2 separate regions of the Xenopus tropicalis genome follow, and region 2 is linked to region 1. A link is a contact called in public Hi-C data. All regions are on one chromosome and are shown on one strand. Each heading gives the region's core, a stretch centred on a gene start, on an enhancer-like site or on the middle of the called end of the contact. The rest is flanking DNA. Distances are from core to core; before and after follow the strand shown.

What was found. Hi-C and Micro-C count contacts between places; a contact is called where the count stands out from the background.
Region 2: a Hi-C map of neurula embryo shows a contact between it and region 1, with 1.9 times the contacts expected there. The contact joins the promoter of nr6a1 here to the enhancer-like site in region 1. A contact is called at or near these places in 4 of 5 Hi-C or Micro-C datasets (brain, gastrula embryo, neurula embryo and 1 more).

What each region holds. Positions count from the first base shown.
Region 1 is chr8:28,641,097-28,647,652 of UCB_Xtro_10.0, forward strand. It overlaps a transcript of nr6a1 not described here. Among named protein-coding and RNA genes, the nearest start is that of mir181a-2, 4.4 kb to the left of the region's middle. Within about 2 kb of position 3,750, at least 3 of the 11 cell types and tissues checked have an H3K27ac peak or open chromatin away from gene starts, as enhancers often do. A contact at or near this core is called in neurula embryo, where this site is marked.
Region 2 is chr8:28,702,634-28,709,189 of UCB_Xtro_10.0, forward strand. nr6a1 (nuclear receptor subfamily 6 group A member 1) reads left to right here and starts at 2,892. Exons shown (of 9, transcript NM_001008004.1): 1 at 2,892-3,006. The coding sequence starts at 2,991.

The DNA of each region.
Region 1 (6,556 bases), core at 2,500-4,999:
GCTACAGATGCCAAGCATGATAATAAGAGAAAGGCAGCCAATGGATTTTCTGTGCTTCTGTCTCCCTTTTCAGGGGGAATGGGGAATTGCTCACATCAAGAGATAATGGTATTGTTAGAGTAGCATGAGTCTGGTAACCGCTCTCCTACAGCAAGAGCAGCTCATTCAGAACCGAAATACTTTATTTTTATCTGACTGTAGAGCTTAGAATTGGGTAAAATAGGGCCCTGGAGCCCAAAAGTACTTGTATATGTCTGTTATGCACTCCAGTGTTTTTACCAATCGTTGAAACATATCATCTGTTATAGCAGTGTAATAACAACATAACATGTTTTTATCTTAATAATTTACTTTATTCCGTACCAAAAGGCAACTCCAGTAAATAGTTGCCGAGCTCTCTCTTTCAGAACCTGTATCATCCTGCATAAAATGTAGCAAGCAAGCAGTTAAGTGTCTTGCCAAATGTGAATTGGTATCTCTTTACAAGAGTTGTATCATCAGCAATTGTGCATTGCAGGCTACCCTAGCCAGCATTACTGTAAATATACATGTATTTGCTATGTATCACTTGCACTGACTATAACTAGCGCACTCTCAGTGATAAAGCAAGAAAGAACTGTTGTGTTACTGATAGAAAGGAAGTTGAGTCAGCCATATAACTATCAGGTTATCCACGTATGGAAAGAAAGTAAATCGTATTTGCTCCATAGCATTAAGCATTACACATTATCATCAGGCAAAAAGTACCCCTTCTGATGCAAAGCGAAGAGGAAGGCGACCCTGAGTTACTGATGCTCTATATATGAGCAGTAAGGTATCTGAACCTATGCGAAGCTATATATCTCTGACAGTACAAGTTCACCTGCTCAAGTTACAATGCTGGCAGCTATTTTTAAAGTCCGAGTTCCCACACAGTGCATTTAGTAGCTCTGTTTCCTGTTAGTAATAACGAAAGAACTTTTTCTGGATAGACAGCTTTAAACTGGGTTCACACCAGGGCAGGCAATCCCTTTTTCTTTCTACCTAGTGTCCTTAGGGCACGTTACAGTGACTGAAAAGAATTCACAGCTCCCCTCCTCCACCAGTCACATAATCTCTGTTATAATTCAGTACAGTGAAGGAGGTGGCTCTTTGTCGTTTGATGTACCAGCCCCATCCTATCCCTTGAGATGTATGTGGGCAGCACATTGTCGGTTGGGTTGCATGCAGTGTATATCAGTGTTAGGCCTGGGCTGGGATTTAAAATAGACCCTGGCATTTCAAGTACATAGAGGCCCAAACAGCCCCCCCCCCCCCACCAGCCCACTAAATAGTGACTGTCTATGGCAGGGGTGGGCAAACTTTTTGGCTCACGGGCCACATTTACTCACCCCCGGGTCGGACCGGGCCAGGGTGGGCAGGGCCAGGCCAGCGTTACGGCCCCCTTCGTCTCTTTAATTCCGGCACGCCAATGACACCAAGTCTCGCGTGATGAGACTTGGCGTCGTCGGCGGGCCGGATTAAAAAGGCCAAGGGGCAAGATGTGGCCCGCGGGCCGTAGTTTGCCCACCCCTGGTCTATGGCATTTGCCAGAATCCACAGAATGTCAGTCAGGGCCTGATCAGCGTGATGCACAATGCATTTTTTTTTAAAAGGCACATTTCTGCAGTGCTTTTCAGAGATTATTCATCATTCACATTATCCCCTGCCCCAGAGAAGCTTACAATCTCCTATACAAAGGTCCCTATCACATTCACACGTACTATAGTCAATTTAGTCAGAAGCCAGTTAACCTGTCTGTATGTTTTGGGAGGAAATCCATGCAGACACAGGGTGGAACATATAAACTCATATATGCTTTTGTGTGTGCCATGTTCTCAGAAGTGTATGTGTACATTGCTATAACTCAGGGCCCTTCTCCTGATGTTTGATGTCCATAGGAAGCCCTCTAACTTGCCTAATACCTTACCTAGCCAGTAATGAATCATTCTTTATTAGAGTTTAAAACATGAACAATGACACACAATGTTTCTCTCTGTATAATTAAATTGTATTAATAAGACCAGATTTGTGTTCTGTTTGAGCGATAAAAAAAAACGCTGTATATATCTGCATGGCCTGTATCTCCCCCATCCCATTCATCTTGTACACCACCCACCCCTCTGTGTTCTGGCGTAATGCCCACAGTCTGGGCCCAAACTACCCCTGAAACATAACTCTCACAGTGTATGGTTACAGATAGACTGCTAGTCCTTACACCAGGCAAAACCTAGAAAGCAAAATCACAGAATAGCAGCCCGTCGTTGCAAAAAAATCCCCAACTCTACACAGCCTATGACTAGCGCAAAAATGCTGTACAGAAAAGTAAGCTTGCAAATTATCTTTATAATTAGCTTTATAACCTTTCTAGCAAGAAACATCTTATATTTATACAGGAATGGCACCTGTTATCCAGAATGCTCAAGATCTGGGGTTTTCCCGAATTTTGCATCTCCAGAACTTAAGTCTACTAAAAAAATAATTTAAACATTAAATAAATCCAATAGGATTGTTTTTCCTCTAACAAGGATTTAGTATATCTTAGTTGGGATCAAGTACAAGGTACTGTTTTATTATTAAAAAGAATAAGGAAATTTGAATTGTTTGGTTTAAATGGAGTCTATGGGAGCTGGCCTTCCCATTATTCAGAGCTTACTGGATAACGGGTTTCTGGATAACATACCCCATGCTGGATGTGTAACTGTTGATCACAAAGGCAGCACTGTTAATTTGTTAAGTATTGTGCGCTGTTGTGAGCGACATACTCTGTATCCATTAGCATTAGGCAATTTAATCCAAGTAAATGTTAGTATCTGGTCTTCTGCAGCGCCGGTAATTCAGGGAACCCTGCTGCGAACGTCTGAGCAGCTAGCTCTGGCGGGTAACACCAGTAGAATGAAAGTGGAAAGTTCTATATTTATCCAGAAAAGTGTTAACCCATTCACCATGCATTTGCAAGTCAGAGCCTCAAGGATATGTTCTATCAACTGGCAAAGTTACTTTATCCTAATTCTTTAATGATTACAGATTGGGAAAGTACAAAGAACACTTATTTTTTTTTTAATTTACTTATTTTTTTAAACGGACAATCTAGCTAATTAAATGTGACTGCCCTTAATGTAAACGAACAAGCCTGTTTCAGGCAAGCCAACAGGGAAACAGCGTAGCGATGGAAAACTCATAAAAGCACTGTATGAAGTGGCACAGGGCCAGTGTCGTCTGAGGTGACCAGGGATTCTTAAGGCAACGCTGGAGTTTAACAGGCCCCAAATACATGCAAGTGCTGACCTCATTTTATGGTTGCTGAGCAAATGCAGGCAGGCGGCAAGGCAAGGGGGGAACAAATCCTCCCCTCATATTACTCTCAGTTAAAGTTTAGTTCAAAAGCCTAGACTCGTGCAGAGAGAGAATTAGGAATGGGCTGTAATTAGACGCCTATATAAATGGTTTCTGCAGCCAGACATACGCAGCTCTTGTAAGAATTTAGAGCGCTATACACGGCACTAGACAAGCTAGACAATCGCTTCTTTTTGTTGACTCTCAGCAGTGTTTGCCCAAAGCATTTCCCTACATGTTACTTACCCCCAGTGGCTGCAACTGCCAACGCTCTTGCTATGGCGATGCATTCCCTTATCCCATCACTTCTCTCTTTGTCCCTCTCATCTCTGCGCCCTTTCCTTTGGTCTATTCTCACCCCTCCCCATGGGACCCACCTAATGGCACAGCCTCCAACCAGATGAGGTCCATCGCTTTCATCAGCTCTGTGGTGTAGAGGAGCATGGCTAGCAAGCTGCCTATTCCTCTTAGCATAGCTTTTTCCTTCCTGCCCTGACCTCCCCCTCTAGAGAGCTCAGGGCTTCTCTACTGTAGATCCCAGCCAGCTGTCAATTCCAATCACTGCTTTTCTGCCACAATAAACGTTGGCTGTGGTGCCAAATATCTTCCAGCCCTCCATCTACAGATGCAGAGCGCAGTATATTAGTTTGCCTTTTCCTTAAAGGGAAAACACATCTATTTAGAAATACCCTTTATTCCCAATTTTTAGAACATATCTTCCTGAATATTCACATTTATAATGGGGGCTGCAGTCATTTTGTCTGGACAGTTTCCACAAACAGAAGAAAAATCTTAAACTTATATCTCCGTAGAATTAGTTAGCTTGGGGCAATCCATATGGCATCTTCACTTATAATTTTAGAGGAAACATGGCAAGTATATATGCCTTTTTGTAAGCTGTGCTGATATATACTTTGTAAGGGTGCTGGCACACTAGAAGATCAGTCACCTTCAATAAATCTTTGCTACTGTGGGTAACTTATCTGTGAATGCTTTCCAACTGGCAATAAAGTGAATTGCTGGTGGTAAAACATATGGGCAAGTTGGCCAAAGTTTCCTCGAGTACCCAGGGAAACAATGGCATGATAAATCTTATATAAAACACTTTTTACCATATATTTGATTTAAATATAGGTTGCTTGTTTAGTGGGAAAAAATCAGGACAGCATTGCATGCTTGTTCATCACCTGCTTAGTTTCTAATTAGGTGCCTTGGTTGTGAAATAAATCATTGCAATAAAATCTGTCTATCTATGCATGACAGGTAGGATAAAGTGGTGTAGCTAAAAGCAACATTATTTTAGGGTCCATCCTAAACTTTGGAAAAAAACTTTAAAAAATAAACATAATGATAAACTGGAACTTCTTTTGCTGCCCCCCAGCAGTTGCAATGTCTGTTGTATAGATTTTGTTGGCAATTGACAGTGTTACAGTAATTCGATTTCTCTTTTAAAATAAATTCACAGTTAAATGGAAATTGCTGGGGAAAAGTGGTTATCTGAATGTCCAAGTAACATGACTGTCTGTGGGTGCAGAATTCAGGGCCTCCTATGTTATGGTCATTGGTCAAATAATTAAAACTTCCCAGCCCTGTGTGTGGCTAAACTGGCCAAAGATCCACTTTTTTTGGAGACTATGCGCATTTATAATTTCTTCATTATTTTGAGAGTATGGGGTGGCAGCACCTTACAGTCTGCAGCTCAGCTCAATAGGGAACCCTGCTCTACTTAATTATTTCCTGTTCAAAAGGAGAAAATGTGCTGCCTCATATCTAAGTGTATTGTCATAATGAAATTAAATGGTCCCCTTGCTTGTGTTATTGTTGGCTTTTTAACACAGAAATCCAAAGCATTCCAACGTGAGACATGTTTAAAGGCATTGCAGCCATGTTTAAATAAGGGTTAGGACAGCTGCTAAAAAATTCCAAGCATGCTGCACAGAGCCCAGCTCCCTTGGCATCTGAATGAGGCCGAGAGTGGAGACCTGCAAAGCTACCATATGTGTCTTAAAGCCTTCGGAGATCATAGGGTTAAGGCACGCAGATGGCAGGAAGTTTGATTTCCTCCTGGGTGAACGTTTGAGATGGGGGGAGTTAAATTGTGAAAGCTTTGGAATTTAAGCTCTGGGGCAACTCTCTTGCTTTGTCTGTTGAATTTAATTTTATAGACAGAAGGTTTAAAAAGAGTCATTCTGTCACTGTATATTTCTGTCCTCTTTTCATACGGATCAGTAAGAGTAGTGGATGCATGGAACCACTCCAAAACCGAAATGACTAAGGAAATATTTGTTTAGCCATAATAAAATAAAATGTAATTCTAAGCAAATATCCAATATATATTATTAAAATATATTAATTGGTTTTAAAGTTATTTGTAAATGTAATTGCAACTAAGACCATTATTTGCTTATACTTTCCTGTTCTATGCACTCCCTTCTGCTTCTGACTTTTGAAACAATGTAGCGGAAAACCAGTTCTCCTCCAGGCCAGTTAATCCGTTGGCTTCTCCTATCTTGTTTCAGGATTCAGAACCATCTGGACAGATACTGCTCTTAATAGCAATTACATTTATCAATAACTTTAAAACCATTCAAATATTTCAATTTATGTTTAATGCTTATCTTTACTAGGCAAGGAGAGTTTTTTGGGTAGCCATTTCCTTTACAGGGAAACTGTAGCTACAAAACAAGTATTTGGTAGCATTTACAAACTACTTCAGATACACTTTATCATCATAAGCATCTGGTATCTTGGTAGTACAGATATAGGATCTATTATGTGGAATTCTTGGGACCTGGGATTTTTCAGATAAAGAGTTTTTCCATGGTATGGATTGCTACACCTTACATCAGCTAAAATTTATATATAGAAAAATCTTTTTTTTTAAAAATCTGAATTATTTTCTTAAAATGGACTCTATGATATTTGGTATTTTCTTAATTATGAGCTTTCTGGATAACTGGTTTCCAGATAAGGGATTCCATACCTTTTGCTACAACAGGTACCATCATTTGGTAGTCTACTTACTTTTTCTCTCAATGCAGCACTTATACCTTTATAAAAGAGCCTTGATCCTCTGAAACCCATTATTTATATATCATAATTCTGAACCATTGCAAGCTTAATTAGTAGAATAACAGAAATGGGACAGTTTAGTGAGACAATAAAAACAACTCTAAATAAGAAATATCTGACTGCCCCACCC
Region 2 (6,556 bases), core at 1,642-4,141, 61 kb after region 1:
AACTAGGGAACATATTTATGGAACCATGTAATAAATCACTGTGTAAATTCAGCGTATTTATAAAGTTGTGTATTGATTTTAGGCTATCATGTACAAAACCAATGCAAAAGGCAGCAGCCACTTGAAAATGTTGTGTAAAAAAAGTGTTTATCCATCGCCAATTTGTAAGCAGTGTTTTACATAGCAACGTTCAATGTAACTTATTTGCCATGTGGCTATTTCCCTCTTGACTGAATGTAATACGCAAGGTCTGAGTTGGTGTAAAATATTGGCGTTGAATACAGCAATCAGGTGTTGTAATATCAAATACATACCTTATAGCTAGTGTAAACTCCAGTCTCGCACAAAACAGCATATTTTTGCATTTCTATGCTTATATTCACCATCAGGTTCTCTGTCAGTGCATTATTATGCAGAGAGGATGGGATGGTCCTTGTTCCGTTAGTGTCTCTAAGCCAATAAGTTTATTTTTATCTGCTTTTTACACTATTTAGGGAAATAGTTACACTATATAGGGAAATCATTTTACAGAGCATGATAAATAGGCCCTCAAGTGTGCTTTGGACCTACCTTCTATATGAGTCTGTATCTGAATGCCACTTATATGTCTTCAGTATTCAGATTTTCTCCATTTGTACAGCGCTGCAGATTATAGTGGTGCTTTATTTGGCAAAATAAGGCTAATACCACACCAGGCTAATTCTCGACCTGCAGATAAATAGAAGTCTCTACAACCCCTATCAGCCTACCCCTGTACCTGCATCTGGAGCCACTGGGTCGCCCTGGGTGCAGACTCACAGGGCGGATTTTGTCAACAAAACATGCGAGTATTTCAGCAAGAAAATCTGCTCCGTGTGGCTGCACCCAGGCAGACCCAGTGGTGCAGGTACAGGGGTTGGCAGATCCGCAGGCCGAGAGTTAGCGTACGGGCTGATACTCGTCCTGCATTTATTCACAGGCTGAGAATCAGATTGGAGTAGCCGTAGCCTAATAAAATACCAGCAGTTTCACATATATATATGTCTGTATATGTTCAGAAATATCTTGTCTTACTATCATATATCACAGCTCCTACTGGCGAGTTACATTTGCTACTGAAGAAAGAATTCAGCCAGCCCCCAATTGCCTATGAAGTTCATGTGGAACCTCTGTAGGGTGTTAAGTTTTTTTTTATTTCTGTACCATCTCAAGGCCACCTCACAGCCTCACTAGCCGCAGCAGATTCCATGCTGAAGCCACAAAACACAAACACACAACAATTGGTCGATTTGCATAATTGCTATTTGTTATAGATACGCAAATTCCTGTCCATCTTGTTTCAGCACAATAGGACATTACATTAAAGGGTCCCATTTGCATAGCTCAGTCGCCTGAAGGGGTATTTGAATTAACCCCTTTAGAGCCACTGCCCCACCCCCTAATCAGTCACAATGGACAGCAGGCCTGGCTACCAGGGAAGAGGCTAACTGGCTATTAAAGACCATTGAAAGGATTTCTGTGACATTTGTAATTGAATATTCCTTATTTTGCGACAGAATTAGAAACAATAAAATAAATAAATGCATGTGGGGCAGGGAAACATGAACAGGGCAGGGAACTCCCAGATATGGTTGCCACTGGCCAGTAAAAATGCTGCTTAATGCCAATGTTAATAAAAATATAGGAAGAAAAAGTGGTGCAAGGGTTAAAGGCAACCCTACAACAGTATAGGAGTGTATACATAAATGCATGTGCTGGGGGGGACAGCCAGGACTCTGTACTGCACATTGTAGACCCAGAGGCACATAGATACTGCTGATTTTGTATGTAGCAGTATCTGGCTTGGGGCCCATCACATGGTAGTAGGGGCCCCATAGGCTTTTCCAAGGTAGGCAAAGCAATACCCATACCTGGTGGTGCTTGCAATGGGGAAGAGAAGTACAGTATTTATTTCTGACTTTTTACATAATGTATATATACATTATTCTACAGTATGTACAATTTGGTGGACTTAACCGCTTTGGCTTTAGAACCACTTTGGCTTTAGAATGCTCTTGATCTTAGTACATTCCTCAGCCCCCCAGCAGAGCTCTTTCCATGTAAATGCCCAAAGCTCCTTATCTCTCAGCTCATCAGCATAAGTATCCAAGCTGCCTATCTGGTCAGCATGATGTCTACTGATTATACTAATGGGAGCAGCAAGAGCCCTCCTAAGGTTGGCACTTCCTGGATTGCATGCACGGGAATAGCCCTAATAGATGATATTAAGGCTCTGTATGTATAAATGCCAATATCTTGGCATTTTCATTGATTATCAACTTATTGTGGTGTCCTATTACGGTATAGCAGCATGTAGCAACTCCCAGAATGCTCAGGAAGACAGAGGTCGCTGGGAAATACAATGCTAGGATGTGCAATGGGAGATACTGGTAAGAAAATCTCTTACATTTTTAATAATGTAAACAAATAGGTGTCTGCATGCAGAGAATCTATTGTATATACTAATGTATATGGCCCTATCCATAGCTGAATATATGGAGAATTATATATAGGTTATGGGAAATAATCACAGGGTCACATATTAATGAATACAAAGCACAGAGAATACCAAAGTGTGCCCAGAGATAAGAGCACAGCAAGAGCCAGAGATTGCACCAAATGATTACATACCGATCAGGGCATAAGTGTATTTTGTATTTATTTTTACATGGAAGGTTATTTAGGGTCCTGAACATGAACTGCAGTAATCCAGGGAGAATGAGGGTGATCAGTTCCACTTTGATAACCAGAGGGCAATAAACCGCCCCCCTCCCAAACCAGGGCTGACCTTAGGGCTTGAACTGTAGTCACATGACCAGCTCGTAAACTGACCTGAGAGGGTCTCTGTCCCTCCCAGCCCTCAGAGCCGATCTGGCAATTACAGCAACAGGAGAGTCCCCATGATGCTGCTGGGTTCATGGTAACATGCCCAGCTCCATGGCTGCACCCCAGCACACACGCACTGGCATGAGATGGACACATGGGAAGGTACAGTACCCACTCTAATCTGCACTGGGGCAATACAACCATTGCACATCTCTAATACTGGATGGGGTTGCTTTGGGCTTCTTGGATACTGTACCTAGAAATCAGCAGGATTAGAATTTCTACATACCCACAAGTATACCCTGTGCATCATTTCAACTATAAAGACTATGTACATGTGCTAACATATACTTGTATACCAACCTTTATATTTCATTTGGTCATTATAAACCCCCTCCCAAAAATATTAGCTATTATGATATCAGGTTTGGCCTGAAATACATTAATTACAACTATTTACATGGCTTATTTTTTTGCAACTGGATCAATTGCTGATCATATAATATTGCTTTAGCGTTAAATCATTTGTCTGCATTTATACGGGTATATGGGTATTTTATATACATTCTGTTTTGTAGAATTGTAAAGGCTACCCAATCTGTTTGCTTTTACTGTAAAATGATATTATTTTGTTTTTATATATATATATATAATTAGATACAAGCCATCATTTATTGGTAATTCAGTTAGAAACAGTTTTGGCTGCAATAGGTTTGACAACCTCCAAATTTAAAAACAAAATGGCTAAATATACGTGTACATTCAGTCCCCAAAATTAAAAGGTTGTTTTTGTAATAGAACAAGTAATGGGGCAGATAGCTAAGGAGACTCCTTAGTTACATCTGACAAGTCTTTCCACGCTGGTGTAACTATTACAAATCCAACATACAAGTCCTGCCTTGCTCTGTTTACACATAACAAGTCAACACAAATTTCAGTTGCAAGTGTAACACAATTTACACATTACTTATTAGCAAGCTATGCGCTTCCATGCAAAGAACTGGTTTGTTTCCAAAGCCATTGAAATACCCTGCACTTATTGTATGTACCGCCACTGTCCCATTGCTGGACGTGCAAGGTGTCCTGTCCCATTATTCATCAGATATTAATAATTAATGTGCAAGTGGTAAAGATAACAGCAGCAGGCGTTTAAATGTCTAGTGTCAGTGGGCCTAACACTGAGTCTTTGGAGCAAATATGTCTCTTTCTTTACTGCTTTCCTCTCATAATTATTATACTATATCTGTACTAACCAGTAGAGCCCTCCCAAAGCAATTCCAAAAGTAAGTTTGATTTCTATATAATAATATATTTCCAGTAGATATAATAATCCCCAAATGCCAAAGATAACCATGTCCCACCAACACCACCATACTCCAAATATAGCCATTATATTAATGATGCATTTACTGATTAATATGGTAAAATATGAGGCATTCTACTGGTTTATAAGAGGCGAACTGTAACACCTGTAATGTTGCTCAGATGAAGATTGAGATTTGTATCTTAATCCAGTGGGCCACTGGTTCTACATTGGCTGCCAGAGAATGAGATGAGTGATGACTGACAAGTGTCAATGAGCTGCCCAAGGACAGTATAAAATACAACAGACTTGTATGGCCATGATATTTACACACAAGGCAAACGGAATACCTATGATTAATAACTTTGGTACTGTATAGGTCCAACCTCTTAAAATCAAATTCTACTTTCATGAAGCACAGGGCCTAAACGGCATTCCCAAGGCTGCAAATGGGTGGCACAGGACTCAACCAGGCTTCAGAGAAAAAAGTTTCTACTCAAAATCCACCATTAACATCCCCCCCCCCCCCAACCCAACCCTTCCAACAACATGGCCAGGCCTTTAAGGGTTTTGTAATCATCCATGTTTTTGCATAATCTGAAGGTCATTTAACAGATGGAAGCTTTGGGTGCCTCCATGAAAATCCTAGTATTTAATTAGTCTTATGGGAATTATCACCTTAGATGGCCATACAGATGCATGCACATTTTTCATCCTTCTCCCATGGAGGGTATCTCTTGCTGGGAAATTCCAATTCCTGTAGTTTAGGCATAAACAGGAAATAATGGTTGGGACTTTTTCACTGCTAGTCAGTCTGTACTGTAGCACCACAAGGGGTAGTGTATGTAGCATTTCTTTCAACAATATCAGTCGGTCTGTAAAAGGACTTGCTCTGATGGATAAATCTTTAGACATTCCTACCATGGTTTTAGTGTCTCATGTACAAAATGAAGGGTCTGCCTGGTGTCAAAGCTGCACACCACTGTGGGTCTGGGAAGTGAATGTATAACAGCTAGTGTAGAGTTAATGGAGGGTAACAGGTTTGTTTATGCCCTAAACACCATTGATTGTCAGCTTCTGTGACTAGCATAGTTAATTTTTAGCACTATGTCTGATTCTAGCTGTACAGGAATAGCGTTTCATTGCCTTTACCCTCATATAGTTGATATTTTTTTTAAAAAAAAAGGACACATTTGTCCCTAGAACTTTCAGTCTATCAGGTAATATTGCTTGGCTTTGGCTTTTTCCACCAATTATAGCTGTGTCAGTTGCTAAACACTAATTCTAAAGAAAAGCTTCTCGTGTTAAACTGGGAGCTTTGAATACAATTTAGCAGGATTTAACCCAACCTTGCCGTTTTTAATCTTTATATTTAAGTAGTTGACCTAATCATTCCTTCTGGCGGGGAGGGGCTATCTCACTGCCAAATTCAGCAGCAGAGCAGCAAAATCCAGTCTTTCAGCACATGGGTGACTGTCCAGGAAGTCAGTTGAGGAGGGGGCTGGTCAGCTCCTTCAGGGGGAGGGGAGGGGGGGGGATTTTGGCATCTGTAAAGGATCAATAAGTGACAAGGCTTTTTAAGCCCTTTGTGTTTACTTTTTATTTGTGTGTAATAATTTTCCAGGGTTACTAGAAAAGTGGTCAACAATCAAATAAGTGTATATGAATGGCTTCCTAAATATGCCTGGTCAAGATGATACACCAGGCAGTGACTAATGCAGAGTCATCTGGGAAACCTCTGTTTAGTAGAAAATGGCAATGCATGGGGTGCATGTCCGAGAATACCAGTATATAAAGTGAGGGAGAACACCGCTAAGTTCTCTCTAGTTCTCAATGACTGATGGCCAATGGAACCCAAAGCAAACCTTCCGATGTCCTCTGAAGCTCCACCCAACTTTATTATTAACATAGATAGCTTTGTGGCCAATGTACCACCAATCAGAGGCCATTTTGTTATTAAAATGATGATGGGACAGTCTGTTGCCCATCCCTTGAAGAGCCTTTTCTTGAGTTAGAACAGATTTTTTTTTGTATGAGGATAAAGAATTTAGTTTTTAATAGGGAACCATTTACCTTTTGGACTCATATGCTGAATTTTCTGAACACATTCACTATGGGGGGCATAAAAATGGTGATAAATACAGAGATTAGGTCTCTAATCTTAGCTTTAAATTGAGCTAATTTAATAAAAATGCGGTTTTACTTTCAATACCATTTCACTTGAAATTCTGCTACAATCAGTTTAAATGTCCAGTGTTGTACTAAAGCCTAGCTGGGCCAAGAACTTTACTTTAGGTTTGCTCATCCCAACAGCACACACAGGCTTATACACGCACAAACATAGTGTTTGCTGAGCTAAATCAGCTCTTGAAATGCTAATGCTTTTCTAGAATGTAGACCTTGTTATTT